Linked DNA regions of Mus musculus: region 1 is linked to region 2. Evidence: chromatin contacts called from public HiChIP or PLAC-seq data. All regions are on one chromosome and are shown on one strand. Each heading gives the region's core, a stretch centred on a gene start, on an enhancer-like site or on the middle of the called end of the contact. The rest is flanking DNA. Distances are from core to core; before and after follow the strand shown.

The links. HiChIP or PLAC-seq counts read pairs in DNA pulled down with a chosen protein or histone mark.
Region 1: a contact with region 2 is called in a BATF HiChIP or PLAC-seq map of CD8 T cells, with 7 read pairs. The contact joins two enhancer-like sites. A contact is called at or near these places in 1 of 39 promoter capture datasets (embryonic stem cells), 2 of 484 Hi-C or Micro-C datasets (embryonic stem cells and stem cell-derived primordial germ cell-like cells), 3 of 115 datasets of contacts at active chromatin or transcription factors (CD8 T cells, embryonic stem cells and pancreatic cancer cells) and 2 of 9 other capture datasets (adipose tissue and pancreatic islet).

The regions. Positions count from the first base shown.
Region 1 is chr14:65,486,985-65,492,481 of GRCm38.p6, reverse strand. No RefSeq gene overlaps it. Among named protein-coding and RNA genes, the nearest start is that of 9530047P18Rik, 24 kb to the right of the region's middle. Within about 2 kb of position 2,086, at least 6 of the 459 cell types and tissues checked have an H3K27ac peak or open chromatin away from gene starts, as enhancers often do. A contact at or near this core is called in CD8 T cells, where this site is marked.
Region 2 is chr14:65,339,871-65,344,863 of GRCm38.p6, reverse strand. No RefSeq gene overlaps it. Among named protein-coding and RNA genes, the nearest start is that of Zfp395, 16 kb to the left of the region's middle. Within about 2 kb of position 1,438, at least 394 of the 459 cell types and tissues checked have an H3K27ac peak or open chromatin away from gene starts, as enhancers often do. A contact at or near this core is called in CD8 T cells, where this site is marked.

The DNA of each region.
Region 1 (5,497 bases), core at 837-3,336, 150 kb before region 2:
ACACAGTGGGACCAGCAGGCCCCAAGAATAAAGAGGGGCCATGTCTCCCACATAAACATTGCTCCTGGCTGACACGAGGGAGTATTGATCCACCCATGAGTGTGAATCACCCTGGAGGATGGGAGTGCATGGATTTTTACATCTGAAGCCTGTTTCAACCAGAGTTCTGCTCAAGATCAAACAGCTTTAAACCCCACAAACAGTCTTGGATTCAAAGAATTGATCTTACTAGCACTGTGACAATAAAAATAAAATGGAAACTATTTCTTATCCCATGACATTGCACCTAGTTCTCACCGGGCTGGGCAAATCAGACCTTTTCTCAATTCCTGCTCTGCTGTGAAAGTGTTGATATCCTGGGAGATGGGGCTCAGAATAGGAAGGGAGTTCTTAGAGAGTCAAGGAGACATTGCCCTCTCCCTAGGAGGGAGAGAGTTTGTTTCACAATATAGCGTTCTGACAGTCGCATTGCGTGTGGAGCCTGTTGTCCTCTGTCTCCTCTGGGAGCATGCAGGAAGTCTCAGCCTTATCTGTGGATGCTCAGGCTCTTCTCGGGGGCTGCAGAGCATCTTATCTCCTGGGTGTTTGGGGGACAAGTAGAGGTGGAAGTACGGAAATGAATGAGGAATGGATGTTAAAAGCCTTAGAGAAATCTCCCAAGTGATGGGCAAATTACATCCTGCAAAAGCTGAAACATGAGTAAGTAGAAGCATATAGCTGTGTTATTCACCCCATAAACCATCCTGAGGGTCAAGTGTTACTCTCTCCGTTTATGGATGGGTCACATGGTTTTCTAAGAGGTACATGACTTGAAGTCACAATAAAACATAAAGCCTAGATTAGAACCCAAACGTGTCTGCCTCCTAGAGGACTGCACCCTTCCCCAAAGTCACAAGGACACAGAAATAGAAAGATCGCCTTCCTTGGGAGAGGAGAAGTAAGTCAGGAGATGGGGAGTATTGTGGTTGGACATCATTTCATTACCTAATTTGAGCATCCCACAAAGGTCCACTGGAATTGAAGGTTTGGTCCACAAGGTGGTATTTATTAGGAGATAATAGAAGATTACCATAATTGGTCCCATGTGAAGCAGGTCTTTGAATAACTCTAGAACCACTAATGGAAACTTAATCCATAGTCTAATGCCTAACAAAGAAGTCTCCAAACCCAAATGTTTGGTGGAGAAAAAAAAATGTCTAAAACGTGTTTTATAAATTTACCAATTTTCTACAAATCCTTCCAATAAATAGAAATTTTATTTTCTTACGTTCTTTTTAAAGTTGTCATTTCTAATTAAGATAGTACAAAAGAGGAAAATGACAAACCAGTATCCATATAGTTCAATTGTAGGTTCAAAAACTTCTACCAAAGTATTCACAAATGGAGCTTGGTATGATATAATTCCAGGACTTGGAAGACAAAGACAAGTGGGAGATTAGCAGAGGCTACATAGCTCAAGGCTAGCCTGGACTACCTAGCAGAATCCTGCTCCCTTCCCCATCCCCACCTCCCCCCAAAAAAAAGATAAAAGAAGGAAGGAAAAGAAAAAAAAGAAGAAAGAGAAGAAGAAATAGAATTTATCAATATAAAAGAAAATTTGACACGGTGACATTGTGGTTTATTTCAGGGCTGCCGTGAGCCTGGCTCAGTATTAAAACTAAGTCAATATAAGTGATCTTAATTAACAAACTGACGAAGAAAATCTACGAGGTCAAGTCCATTTAGAAAGGGCATTTGGCAAAGTGCAGGACCTATTCCCAACTTTGGAAGTAATCAGAAAAATAGGGATGGGAGAGTTTCCTTAATTACATGAAGATCTACAGAAGAGACCCCCACCCAGTAAACATCTTCCTCAGGGATAAAAGCGTTCCTTTAAACTTAATGGTCAATGTTAACTACCACAGGATCCCAGCAAGGGCCACGGTGCCTACTCTCTCCATTCTTATTCAGAACAGTTCTAGAAACTCTTGCCAACACATCGGAGGTCAGAAAAGGAAATGAGTCACACAGATCAGAAAGGTAGAGGAGAGATCAGACGGTATGACTTCTCCAGTGTAGACCACAAAAGATATGTCTAAGGAAAGAAACAGAGAAGCAATCAGTGAGTTTGGTCAGGTCATAGGTCACACTATAAACATAACAGTGGCAATGCACACCTTAAGATTAAAGATGCAGCACTGTTTACAGTCACTCGGAAGTGAAGTGCTGGGCTGGGGTGATGGCTCAGTGGTCAAGAGTGCTTCCTGCTCTTGCAGAGTTCTCGAGTCTACCTCCCAGTAGGTATGTGGCGTAGGCTCGTGCAGATACACACACATATGCACACACACGCATGCACACGCACAAACTCACAAACACACAGCAAGAGACATAAAAATAAATCTTTAAAAAATGAAAGGATATACATATTCCAATAAAATATATTAAAGGGTGCGCTAAAGTGTTCTGAATGCCGAGAAGAGAAAAGATGATGCCAGCAGAACGAGATGCAGACCATGTTCTTACACCAAGGACAGCAATAAAATGTCAGTTCTCCCCAAACTGATGGAGTTGCCACAACAAATTCCAGAAAGCCATCTCAGAGACACCAATAGCATTATAAAATCCACATGGAAAAGCAAAAGAACCACACTGGGTGAAGCCATTTCAGAAAGAGTAAACTGGGAAGGGATGAGACCATTCTGTAGTTACCAATCAGTACTGTGCAGTACTGGGTAAAGGGGTAGACACATAAATGAATGGACACACAGCATAACCAACTTAGAAACCATCCCCGCCCAGTGGATCTCATGGCAGCATTAGGGGCGGGGCTAAAGCAAGACAACGGCTGTATAAGTGAAGCCGACCTGGCTTATGGAGTCTGTCTCAAAACTCAAAATCAACCAGCCTACCAGAAACCAGAAGCAAATTCATATGAATATGCACAGTTGGTTTTCAACAAAACTGTGCGTGGAATCTGATGGATGTGGACCGCATCTTCTTCAGCTTATGGGGCCATAGCTATTGATATCCACGGGTTTAAAAGCTGAGCCCTGGCCTCGGCCCCATAGCTTACAATACAGAAATATAAAATCCCCAATGGATCACAAATTTCAGTGTGTGGCAGAAAGTATAAAACTCTTCAAAAACCTAGGAGAATGTTCAGGCTCCAGACAATGAGGTCTTGGATGATACTGGAACTCACCAAAGAAAAAATTTTAAGTTGTATGTGACTGAAGTTAAAAACATTTCCATTGCCAAAGACTCAACAGAAAGGATAAACAGATGGTGGAAAAAAATGTCTGTAAGCAAAAAACTGTCAAAGGACTAATTTAAAACATACAAGTAATGGCAAACTCCAAAGTAGATGATAACCCAAATGATCCAATAATTCATAGGAAAAAGATACTATATATACATATATAATACATATGCACATACATGCACACATATACATATTTATGCCATATATACATGTTTATGTGTGTGTTTGTATACATTAATGTTCATATTTATATACATACATTTTATGCATATATGCACATATCTATATATGTCATATATATGCATTTGCCATATGTATGTGCATATACTTTATGCATGTGTACATATTTATATAATTTGCCATATATAGAAATTGAAAAGATAATCAACATTATAAGCTACTAGGAAAATGCTAAATAAAATCACAATGAGATTATCATTGCACACTTATTAAAATGACTAAAATTTTTTAATATTATAGGCCTGGAGAGATGGCTCAGTGGATGAACTTGATACCGGGCTTTGGCTCCCAGCACCCACATTATAACTCACAACTGTCTGTAACTGCAGATCAAGGGGATCTGACAGCCTCTTCTGACCTCTGCAGGCACTGCAGGCATATGGTGCACTGACTTGCATGCAGGCAAAACTATACACATAAAACAAATATCTTCTTTAAAATAGTTACAGTAAGTTTGATGATTTGAGCACAAAATGTCCCCCACAATTTTGTGTGTTGAAGGTTTGGTCCCCATCTAGTGGTGCCATTTTGGGAAGTTATAGGTGTCTCTCCCATCCCCTGTTCCCTCCCCTGACTCCACCCGTCTTTGTCAAACTTCCTAGTTGCCATGAGATGAGCCCACCACATGCTTCCATTGCCATGATCATTCCAATTCAGACCCACAACATTGGACCCAGACGACCTTGGACTGAAACCAGGAACCCAAATACACCATTTCTCTCAGGTGTTTATCTCAGCCATAAAACCAAACCAGCACACCACGTGCTGGCAGCAGTGCACAGAAGCTGGGTCACGGGGACATTGCTGTTGTGAGTAGAGACCAACACAGCTACTCTAGAAGGCGATTTGGCAGTTTTTTAAAGCACTAAATACTTGGGATCACTGACTGCTTTTCCAGAGGACCCAAGTTCAACTCCCAGCGTGCATGTGACAGCTCACAACTGTCTGTAACCCCAAGATCTGACACCCTCACACAAACATACAGGCAAAACACCAATGCACATAAAATTTTAAAACATTAAAAAGCACTAAACACTCAATCGCCATACAGCCCAGCAGCTTCACTCCTGAGCAGTTATCTAAGGGAAATTAAAGCCTATGCTGCTGCAAAACTCGGCATAGGCGTCTTTATAACTGCTTTGTTTGTAATGGCACAAGCCTTTAAACATCTCGGATATCTTTCAGCAGGTAAATGGTTAGACACGCTGTGGTACATCCAAACAGAGTAGTTCTACTCAGCAATGGAAATAGCAAGGTTGGTAACTGTGGATGACCGTTATTAGAGAATTATGTTGTGTGAAAAAAATAACTCAAAGTGTTTCATGACCCATGGCCCATTTATACAATGTTCTTAAAATGATAAAACTATGGAAGTGGAAGATAGATTATTATGGAAGATAGATTAGTGAGGACCAGTTTGGCTCCAAAGGGGCTACCTAGAGTGTATTTATAGAGCTCATGAGACAGCTCAGTGTGTTTAGGTTTGACAACCTGAATGCCATTCAATATCACACGGTGGAAGAAGACAGACTTCTGAAAGTTGTCCTCTAAGCTCATCATGTACCAGGTGATACACATGTGCCCCACACACATACACACATGAACACAAACATACACACACACACACACACACACACAAAATAGGTGAATATATATGTGTGTGTGTGTGTGTGTGTGTGTGTGTGTGTGTGTGTGTGTGTGTGTGCGTGTGTGTGTGTGTACATATAATTTTACAGAGTTTTACATGGAACCTTTCTGGCCTCTGATGGTACCAGGCAGCTGCATGGTGCCTACACATACATGCAAGCACTAACATATATACTGTGTGTGTAGACAGACAGACAGACAGACAAATGCCCTGTGCCATGACTATATCAATGACCATATCCTGGCTGTTTCATTGTAGAACAATTTTATACATGGACCATGGTATTTCTTTGTATTATTTACAATTGCATATGAATCTAAAATTATATCAAAATGAGAAGTAACCAACCCGCAGCAGAAACACATAAT
Region 2 (4,993 bases), core at 189-2,688:
TTAGAGACACTAATGACAGAAAATCACACGTCCTCACACAATAGGGTCAGCGCTTTGGGGGGTGGGGTAATTCAAAAGCCTCCTGTTCCCTTCCTTCTCTATGTTTGTGACTTCTGACTGACTAGAGTCTTTATGTGGTGTGCTTCAAGTCCTCAGATATAAACCGGTTAGGTAGTGGTAATGGATACAGTAGCAAATACCACGTACAGCTACAGTTTCTCCGTGCTTTGTATTTTTCAGATGAATGGAAACTCATTTGAGGAAGGTATTGCCCGGTGTTCGCTAATTTTTGCGAGTTCATTTGTGGAGCACATTAGGTTGTGTGAGCAGCCCTCTGGCTCATCCTAGTTAGAAAAACCAAGCACAAGCTATTGAATTGCCTAGAACAACCCCCAAAGGGCTTATTTGTGTGTATTGTGGCCAGATGCAAGCATGTGAACTACGTGAGGACCAGCAAATGAATCAGTTCCTGGAAAAAAAAAAAAAAGTGGCAGAGACCCACTCAGGAACAAGCACGCAGCAGGCGTCCACCTCTTCGAGCAGCAACACTAGAAACACCGCTCCATAGTCCTATCCTAAAGGATCCAAGAAATTCAGGGCCTAAAAAAACGATGTGCATGCAACCCTTCACCAACCACAGTACTGTGTGTGCAGGGTGGAAGGCGCAAAGGCCAGGAGGAGCTGTGCAGCCACTAGGAACTTGTTTGAAGACTGCGCTGCGCCGGATCATCCAGCTCCTATCCAGGCCCACCGCAGCCCCGGCCCCCAGCCCGTTCCGCTCCCTCAGCTTGGAACTCCGGGCCACGTTTTCGCGCTTGCTCTCCCACCCCCCTCCGCCAACACCGGGTTACTGCTCCCCCGCCAGGAGTAAACAAGCAGCCGGAGCCCGCAGCCAGTAAGCCGGGCCCCTGAGCCCAGTTTCCTGCGCCAGCCCTAGCAACAGGCCCCGCCCCCACGACAGGCCCCGCCCGCATGCCTTCTTCCACTCCCACCCCTCCGTTCCTTCTCTCGCCGGGTCCCGGAGCGCTAGAGGCCCGGAGCCTTCAGCCAGCCTCCTCCCAAGGGACCGCCCCGCCCACGCGGCCCCGCCCACGTGACTCGCGCTATGGGCCGGAGAGAAAAATAAGCTGGGGGCGTGGCCAGATCCCGTCCCGCCCCGCCCCGAGGCCTGCGCGGCCTGGCTCTGCTCCAGCCCGCGAGCCGGGCTGGGCTTCGTGGCGGCGTGTATGCCGCTTCTGTTTCTGCAGGCGCAACGCGCTTTGCTCCATCTTCCCTATAGCCTCTGCTCGGCTGAACCTCTTAAAGTCGCTGCCTGAGCCCCAGAATCGGCCTTTCGGTCCTTAAACGTATACATTCCGGCGGCGTAAACGCGCACCCCTGCGCGGTCAGGGTGGCGCTGGTCGCCCTTTCCTAGAAGGTGAGCGAACTTGAGGTTCAGGACTGAAGAGATCCACTGTCAGACTCCACCTCCTGTTGCTTCTGTCTGGTCTCTTACTGGTCAGTGTCAAATGACTGACCACTCCAAACCTGCAGCCCAGTCTCAGCCCCCGCCTCATCCGGGGACAGCACAACTGCTATAATGGAGCTAGGCATAGCTGGCAAAGAGAGGTGGGAGGCCTTCCCAGCAGTACTTTCTTGTGCCTGTGACAAGAGGAAGGATTGTTCAGGCCAGAATTCCGCAGCCCCTTTCTTCACCTACTTGTTATCTTAGGCAAATCTTTGCTGGATTCCAGAGATAACTTATAACCCGGAGGAGGAGCGACAGTAACTACCTAACAGAGATGATGCACAGAGTAACACCAGTAGATAAGGTGTTCAGAATAGGGATTGGCATCCAAGCTAATAAAAAAAAAAAAAAATCACTCAGGACTGGTCACACACTGTTGTCTTTTTAACGTGCTCCCTGCTAGTACCTGCAGCAGCCTGACAAGGCTTTAGGGGCCTGAAGTCAAGGTTTTTTGGGGGGAAGGATGGAGGAACAAACAGGGGATCTCTTTACAGGCTAAGGCAAATGCATCTTATGGCTAGTAACCCTTGAAATCTTGTGGGATTCAACCCAGACCTTGTTCCTGTTATTGTAGCCGTCCACCACTGAGCTACACCCCCATTCTTCTTTGTACAGATTAGTTTGAGAACTTGTGACTCTCTTTCCCAAACAGCTGAGCTTACAGACTTGAACTACCTGATCCAGCACCGAACACGTTTCTAAGTGGAAGGAATGTGCAGTGAACGATCTGTGGTGCCAAGGAAAGAGGTGTGGATGGTGGGGTCTGGAACAGGACGAAGATGGGAGTCTGAGAAAGAAGCTGGCCATAGACCCAGACAGGACAGGGAGACACTACAAGACCCTGGTCTTTTATTCTGACCCCTCATTCCATAAATTACACAAGTGATAGTGTGCTCAAGTTTCTTCAGATGGAGCCTTTTTGCTCTCTCTCCTTTATCAGGTCTCTCTATTAGCCTCAACTCCATCCTGTGGGTACTGGTGGTTAACAAATGTTTCAATGTGTGTTAAATGAAAACTTATATACATTACCCTCTGGGCCCATAACTTTATCTCCCTTCCTTCTTCCCTCCCTCCCTTCCTCCCTTCCTCCCTTCCTCCCTTCCTCCCTTCCTCCCTTCCTTCCTTCCTTCCTTCCTTCTTTCCTTCTTTTTTTATTTTATGAGGCAGAATTTCTCTGTACCCATACACCCATGCAGTCTCTCACACGTACACATAGAACAGAGATAAATCTTAAACATATTTAAAGGAATTTTTGCTTCCTTATGCAACTCCAGAATTATAGGAAGCCAAGAGAGGTATTACCTGGGGTATACAGCCAGTGAGACTTAGAACCAAGTTTCTGCTTCCCAGCTGACTGTTAGGGCCATCATGCAGGAGTTGGAAGGGAAAATAGTACAAAGGGTGGGAGCTGGAGCTGGGGAGAGTTCGGTGGGTAAGAGTGCACAAGCATGAGCACTGAGTTCAAATCCCAGTGTCTGCCTGTGTGAACACTTGTAAAACAGTACTTTGTTGGGGCATAGGATCACTGGGGCTTACTGACCTAGCTCCAGGTACATTAAAAAAATCCTGTCTCAAGGAAATAAGGCCAAGAGTCATAAAACAGGATATCCAATGTCCTGGTCTCTCACGCATGGCCACACACACATACATTTTCTCAATCTCTCTCTCTCTCTCTCTCTCTCTCTCTCTCTCTCTCTCTCTCTCACACACACACACACACACACACACACACACACACACACACTCACACTACACGGGACTTGCAAGAGCCAAGAGAACTTCATTCAGATATCAGGGACACTCACTACAAGAGAGGACCTGAGTGGTGGTCCTGGCTCAGTAAGATTTGGACCCCAGGGAAAGAGAAGTTGTGAGAGAGGAAGCGGCGTCTTACTAAGGCTGCAATGGGCGTTTATAGGGGCGAACAAGGAAACCAGTTGGCTTAGAAGAGAGGTTTGTGTTGAGTCTCGGTATGACAAGGTGTTGGAGGGTTGATGAGGCCAGATTTAGAGAAATTCTAACTTATGGGATAAATTTTGACCTTTGTCTATGGGTAATAAAGACAAAAAAACAACAACAACAACAACCCTGAAATCAGTGAACAGGGTGCTGAAGCAAGACTGGGTACCGGGCAGAGATCTGCCAGCTCGGTCTGATTTGCATCTTTTGCAGACAGTTGCTTGCTGTATAGTCATCTCCCACTCACAGGAGACGCTACCAACTAGTTTTCATCTATTTCATTTCCAAATGAACATGATATTGTCAGGGAGCAGAGAAGCTCCGGAGAGGGTGTTCAAGAGAAGCAGTATGCCTGCTGAAGACTAGATACTTTCATTGGGATATCTCATTTAACCCTCACCTTCTGTCGGGGTGTGCTACTTCCTCATTGACGCCCATAAAGTTAGACTCTTGCCAGCCTAGTGACTTTTATTAATAATCATTTTCATTTTAAAAAAATATTTATTTTAGTGTATGTGCCTGAGTGTATGTTTGTGCACCACATACACATAGGAACCTGAAGAGGTCAGGAGAGGTTGTCACATCCCCAGAACTGACAAATGGTTACTAATGGTTGTGAACCACCATGAGGGTGCTAGGAACTAAATTCAGGTCCTCTTTGAGAGCAGCAAATGCTCTTAACTACCCAGTGGTCTGTTTAGCCAGCCTATCATTCTCATTTTTGCTACAGGCAAATGGGCAGGTTGAAAACTGAGCTCAACAGTTCCATAGACATCTCTTCTGATTAAAAAGTAGTTATGACATACTACCAAAGGGTTGCAATTAAAAAGTATTGTTTCAGTTGGTCATGTTGGTGCACATGTATAATCCCAGGACTGGAGAGTCAGGAGCAGAGGGCTAAAAACTCAAGGCCAGACTGGGCTACACATTCTCAACAAACTAAGGGCTTATCTCACTAGTAGAGTATCCTGGGTCAGAGTATTGCTTAAGGGAGAACTGTTCAACTCTACACTATATCACTTGTAAATCAGTTCCTCAGACCTAACCCAAGTTTCTCCATCCCTGCATGTCAACAGCTCTGTACACATGGACAGCCTCCTTGAAGCGCCCTTCACATAGCTGTTCCAGCGGCAGTGGTAGCATATACAATGAAAGTGGAAAGTACCCTGCACAATCACAGATCTAGGAGGTAGGAGAGCTAGAATTCAAGCCAAGGTACCCATTCATTTATTTGAGTTTTCATTCATTCTCTGATAGTTTTATTTTTGTTTTAAGACTCTTGCTATTTAGCCCAGGCTGGTCTCAAACTCACAGACACTCCTGCTTCAACCTCTCAGTGCTGGGATTACTGGCATGTGTGACTGTGTCCAGCTTCAAACCCACATTTGATGCCAAAGCCCACACCTGCTGCTTTTCACACCTTCTAATCAGAAGAAAAAACAAGGGCAGACCAACTCCCAGGCTCTTTAGGAGTCACCCGGTTAGGTTCTTGATTTTGAAAATATTTTTCAAACCAGCCTTTTCTCC